Regions from separate parts of the Canis lupus genome. Here region 1 is linked to region 2. Evidence: chromatin contacts called from public Hi-C data. All regions are on one chromosome and are shown on one strand. Each heading gives the region's core, a stretch centred on a gene start, on an enhancer-like site or on the middle of the called end of the contact. The rest is flanking DNA. Distances are from core to core; before and after follow the strand shown.

Region 1 (2,700 bases), core at 60-2,559, 320 kb before region 2:
TTGGTAAATGCATGCAGTCTCTCCCCAGACACTAGGGCATTGTTTGGGGAAGGAAAATTTCAGAATTGAATATGTGAGAAAATAAAGAAAGAGGTAACACATGATTTCCTTGGAGGGTTTGTCAGGCTCTAAAAACAACATATTATGTGCAAGAAAACACCAAATGTTTCCCTAGAAAACAGAAACAACAATCCTGGTTGATTACTTCCTTTTAAAGCTGCGTTGGAGAGGGGTGGTGGGGGGACTTGCAGGCTTTCACCAGCAGAGGGAAATACTGTCCTAGGGAAAAAAATCATTTCTCTATAACCTTTTTTTCACCATAATTCTTCTATGGTGTCAGCAAGAGATGAAGGTCTCTTCCTTGTTTCTCTCCTTTATAAGATGTCGAACAGTGGGGGGCTTGCTAGCCTCTGCCCACAGCATAATTGTTTTTGTGGGAGCAGGAACACGACTGTGGGAAGCTGAGGACAGTCATCTGGGAGCTGTCAGGCATCAGGAGATGTGTGAGGCTGAGTTAGAGACCAGCTCCAGGAGCCAAGGAAAGAGCAACTTTCCTTATAGACTAACAACTCAAATGCCCGGACCCAGAGCTTATTCTGGAAACCCCACGGTTCCTCAGTGGTTCCTCCCTATGGGAAACTATAAGCCATTTTCAGTTCAGAGCAACCTCTCATAGACAGGCATTCATAATTTGTCCTTCGGGAACCTTAGATTTTACAGTGTCTAGCTGTTGACCCCTTAGTACCAGCATGGAAACCTTATGACTTCCCCTTCCAGCATCTCTAACCTGCAAAAGGTTAAGAAACTGATTTCATAAGAGAAAGCTGTATCCTGCAGCAGAATTACATGGGAAGTGGTGTCAGGGAGCTGCTGATCGAATGTGAGATGCTGGGACTGAGAAAGCTCCCAGTCAAACCACCTTCAAAGCCCCTCTCAGAGTCACTGCAAAGGGGGGTCACTGTAAACAGTGGGGAAAGAAAGTGGAGTCTCTTCAGCAGGACACTAGGAGCACCCTCCGGTTAGAGAGAGATAACAAAGTGCCACATTATCCAGCCATGTTCAGAGCTGAGGGATGGAGGGAATAAACGTGAGGAGGACCACAGTTAGAAGGGGGACTGCCTCCCCCAGGCTGACTTCAGACCTCACTGGAGAAGATGAGGTTACAGCCCACAGGATACCAGAGAAACTTCTTGATGGGCCTGGTCCAGATCCACAGATCCAGTCTGCAGTCACTGGGCAGACAAGGTGGCTGCCTCCTGGGGCCTGGGCTTGCCACCGTTGGTGGGTGGGCACCTGGACTCGCACAGTAGCCCTCCAGACACAGGCAGAGCACAAGGAGCCTCAGCTCGTGGCCAGGGAGGGGGTCTCTAGGGTGCTGAGGGAGTGGGGGTGACTTGGAGAGCAGGCGGCCAGCAATGCGCAGGGTGGAGGTCAGGGAGGGTGCAGGAAAGTGATCACCAAGCTGGGCTGGAGCTGTGGGGATGCGGAGGGGTCATACATGCTGGGGTCCTGGCTAGGGGAGGGCACAGCTGTCTGTTTTCACACCCATACACCTGACCGATCTTACAGTCTCTGGACAAAGGAGATGCTCTTCCTGCGAGGTCCTTCTCATGCCCTCTACTGACAAAGCTGAACATCTCCTCACTGTACAGGAGACGTGTTCGCAGGCAGCCCGTCCTTTATTGCAGAGCAGATGTTTATTGCAGAGCAGATGTTAGACAGTAAATTTGAAGCTGAGAGGCACTAAACTGACAAGTGGCACATACGAATATGAATCTGTATGTAATTAAATACAGAAGGTGAGTGTAATGATTCTCAGAAAAAAAGTTCTTATTTCTCAAGTTCTAAAATCAAGTAGGCCTCCGGGTAGTACAGGTTCTTAGACTGAATGGACCCTAACTGACCATTAAAATTAAGATTCTGGAGTCGAGAGTGCCACATAAGAAGCCCCATCACAGCAATCCAGATGGATGAGCTCGATTGTTCTCTCATAATATCGAGTGTCCTAATAACACTGTGGTGCAGTTGTTAAAATCCCTATATTGAGCCTAAGGGAAGTCTTGGGATGCAGAGAAGGTTTTGTACGTGGTGATGAAGCTAGAAAATGTCTCAACTAGGAAGAGTTGAAAAGGCTTCAAAATACCCTCAGCATTATTTCTGGTTTGTTTTTAAAAAAATCAAAGGCTTTCTAACGATGACGGGTTAAAATGATCCTGCCCTAAAGGCACAAATCAAAATAAGCCACAGAAGGAAAGGCTAGTGAGGGGAGAGTTTAAGAGCTGGGCTTTGGGAGCACGGGGTTAGGATGAATCAGGGATCTGCCGCTTATTAACGAAGCCACCCTGATGAGGTGGTTGACCTCTCTCTGCCTCAATTTCCTCACTCAAGATGAGGATGATAATCATGACAGCTCTCCCAGAGAGATGTCATGGGGCCAAATGAATAAATGGATGTCAAGTACTCAGAAGAGTCAATGCTAGATAAATGTGGCCATTCTTAGGATGGATTTTATAGAATAGAAGGAAGTAGCAGGCAAAATTGAGAGAAGGATTTTTGAAGAGTGAAACCAAAACCAACCAAGGATATTGGAAAGAAGGCTGTGACAACAACGAAGAGAGACTTGGAGCTTCCGCATGTCTGGGCATTGTGAAGCACGAGGCTCCTCCCCATAAAGGGTTAGGACACTGGAGGGAATCACAG
Region 2 (2,700 bases), core at 186-2,685:
GCTGGGAGGGCTGAAGGTCTCCACTTGAAGGCAGGACTATAATTCAAAGCTTGCTTTGATTCTCTCTAGACAGATAATCAGCTTTACTCCACCAAACACATTCCAGGCAGGAGACATCAAAGTTCCAAAGTTTGAAATTCTTCTCCGGATCTGAGTTAAACCTTCTCACTCCTCACACATTTCAATTTGTCTTTCTTCTTGACCCACTGATCCAATGCCAAATAAACCATTAAGAAAATCCTTACCAAACTCTATTTTCTTTTTCTTTTTTTAAAGAATTTATTTACTTATTCATGAGAGACACACAGAGAGAGGCAGAGACACAGGCAGAGAGAGCTCGATGCGGGACTCAATTCCAGGACCCTGGGATCACAACCTGAGCCCAAGGCGGACGCTCCACCACTGAGCCCCCCAGGGGGCCCTCAAACTTTATTTTCTACCATGAATGTGTACAGTACCTTCAGTTTTCTTTCTGTGCATTCCCACCCTCATTGCCTCTGCACCCTACTCAAATAATACCTACCTCTCTGGGACTCATTTTTGCCCTCCACCAAATGGAAGAATTGGTTTAATCATACATAGCTTTGCTTTTCTAGGTCCTAGAGGTTCAAAGAATCAAGTCACATGATAGAGCGTGGGAAGTATGACAACCAGGAGAGGCGCTGCCAACCAGAAACCTCCTTCGATAGAAGCAGCTCTGCTTTCTGTCCACCTAGCAGTTGGACATTCCATTTCAAGGGATCTGATACTGACACAAATTTGAAAGCCATTGGATTTGGTTCTATCTCTAAACAGTCTAAGATAATACCCCATGAGTCTGCAATCTGAACGAGCCTAACAGAGGCAAGAGCTGTTTTATCTACCTAACATTTTGCGTGTTTTCAGACTTAGAATCAGATAACGTTTCTTCGAGACCAGATAGAAAGCTTGGCTGAGTGCACAGGCAGGAAGGGACCTTGCAGAGGAGCCCCCAGGGATCAATTCCTTTCTCATGAAATCACCCAGTCACTCCTCAGGTATTAAAGAGTCGGGTAGCTAGTCCTCCACCCCCCTAGCCCCCCAGTGTTGACCCTCCTAATTTGACAGTAGCAGAACAGTGGTGGTGAATTCCAGGCAGAGTCAAGAGGGAGCCTGAGCCCCAGTTCTCCCATCTGCACCCCCTGCTCCCCTGGCAGCTCCACCGACCCTGGCAGGGGACCTGATAGACCAGAATTTTATTTCTCTTAGGTCAGACCCTGCAACGTTGCCATGTTCCTGGCAATCCACCCCATCATCCACAGGCTCAGCTCGTGGATGCAGAGGTACCCCCTTCTCGGCTTCTGGTGCTGAGGGGAGAGCAGGCCAGTTTTTCCTCGGTGCCTGCACAGCTCCCCTGAGTCCTGTTTGCAGGGTCTGCTGCCTTGAAACTTGGGGTGCCTGCCTACTGGGTGCCGTATATCCTCGACAGTGCATGCAACTCCTAGGGTGGCGTGGAGGGAGAGTGGTTTATTACAAACTTGGCTCTGTTACAAACAGAAAGGATTTATGTATAAGGTTCAAAATTGTTATTTTTAGAGTCAGTAACGCGAACAATCCCAATACTTTCTGGAGACTCTTCCTTAGGGTCAAGGTGAGCAGCGCTGGACCGCCTGAGCCCTCCCACCCAGCGGCCTCCAGCCTCCCCTTCACATTCCACCCCCCACTCTGCTGCGGAGCCAAGGATCCCAAATGTAAATCCAATCGTGCCACCTTCTGCCTCCTTCAAAGGATTGCCACCGACCTCTGAATAAAGTACAAGTTCTTTAGCAGAACAGGGAAGACCAGCTTTATTTTGCTCCATTCATCCTGCACCTTTGGTTCCTGCCTTCCCATATCACCCAGCTGAGGGTCAGGACCTGAAGTCTCACCCCAGCTGCAGAGTATCAGGAGAAGGGCTATTTTTTTTTCTTTAAAGCATAGTCATGTGTTTCTCAAATCTTCCCACAACAAAATCAATGAATGTCTTTATTAAAAATAATGCTTTAATAACAGAATGAATATTTATGGCCAGGCATTAGGTTGTATGTTCTAAGTTAACTCATTTAATCATTCATTAAAACAACCTTAAAAGGAAAGTGCTCACTCTTTCTTCTTTCTTTTTCTTTCTTTTTTTTTTTTTCTTTCTTCTTTTTTCTCTCTCTGTCTCTCTCTCTTTTTCTTTCTCTTTTCTTTTCCTCTTTTGAGGTAAGTGCTATTTCCAACTTCATCTGCTGGATGAGAAACTGAGCCTATAGGGTAAATAATCATTTGCGTTCACAAGCAGCAAAGGCAGGTTTCAAGTCCAGCAGCCACGTTCCACAAGCCACCCTCTTTACCATGCTCCCAGGTAGTCTCTCACTAAAAATGCAGATTCATGGCCCCTCCACAGCCCAAAGGTACATATTTTAAACAAGATTCCAAGGTGATTCTTCTACGCACTGGTTTGAAAAACGGTAGTCAATTTTGTTCAAACAGAACATAGTAGATGAGTGTCCTCTAGTGTATACACAGGAGCATTACACATTTTATCATTGTGTACAAAATAGCCAAATTTCATGATGTACACATTTTAAGGACTGTATTAGGATAAGTTGTTTCCATGTCAATGTCCCTACCTTAAATTGATAATTTGGTCACAAAAGTATTATATAAATATTGCTGGATAACCGTCTGTCTCATCAGACCTTAACAGCTCCTGGGAAC

What was found. Hi-C and Micro-C count contacts between places; a contact is called where the count stands out from the background.
Region 1: a contact with region 2 is called in a Hi-C map of skin fibroblasts, with 4 times the contacts expected there. The contact joins two enhancer-like sites. A contact is called at or near these places in 3 of 9 Hi-C or Micro-C datasets (amygdala, liver and skin fibroblasts).

Annotation. Positions count from the first base shown.
Region 1 is chr33:6,138,925-6,141,624 of UU_Cfam_GSD_1.0, reverse strand. No RefSeq gene overlaps it. Among named protein-coding and RNA genes, the nearest start is that of DCBLD2, 75 kb to the right of the region's middle. Within about 2 kb of position 1,309, at least 4 of the 20 cell types and tissues checked have an H3K27ac peak or open chromatin away from gene starts, as enhancers often do.
Region 2 is chr33:5,823,141-5,825,840 of UU_Cfam_GSD_1.0, reverse strand. LOC119867311 (a long non-coding RNA gene) reads left to right here. Exons shown (of 3, transcript XR_005383176.1): 3 at 597-2,370. Among named protein-coding and RNA genes, the nearest start is that of CPOX, 11 kb to the right of the region's middle. Within about 2 kb of position 1,435, at least 3 of the 20 cell types and tissues checked have an H3K27ac peak or open chromatin away from gene starts, as enhancers often do.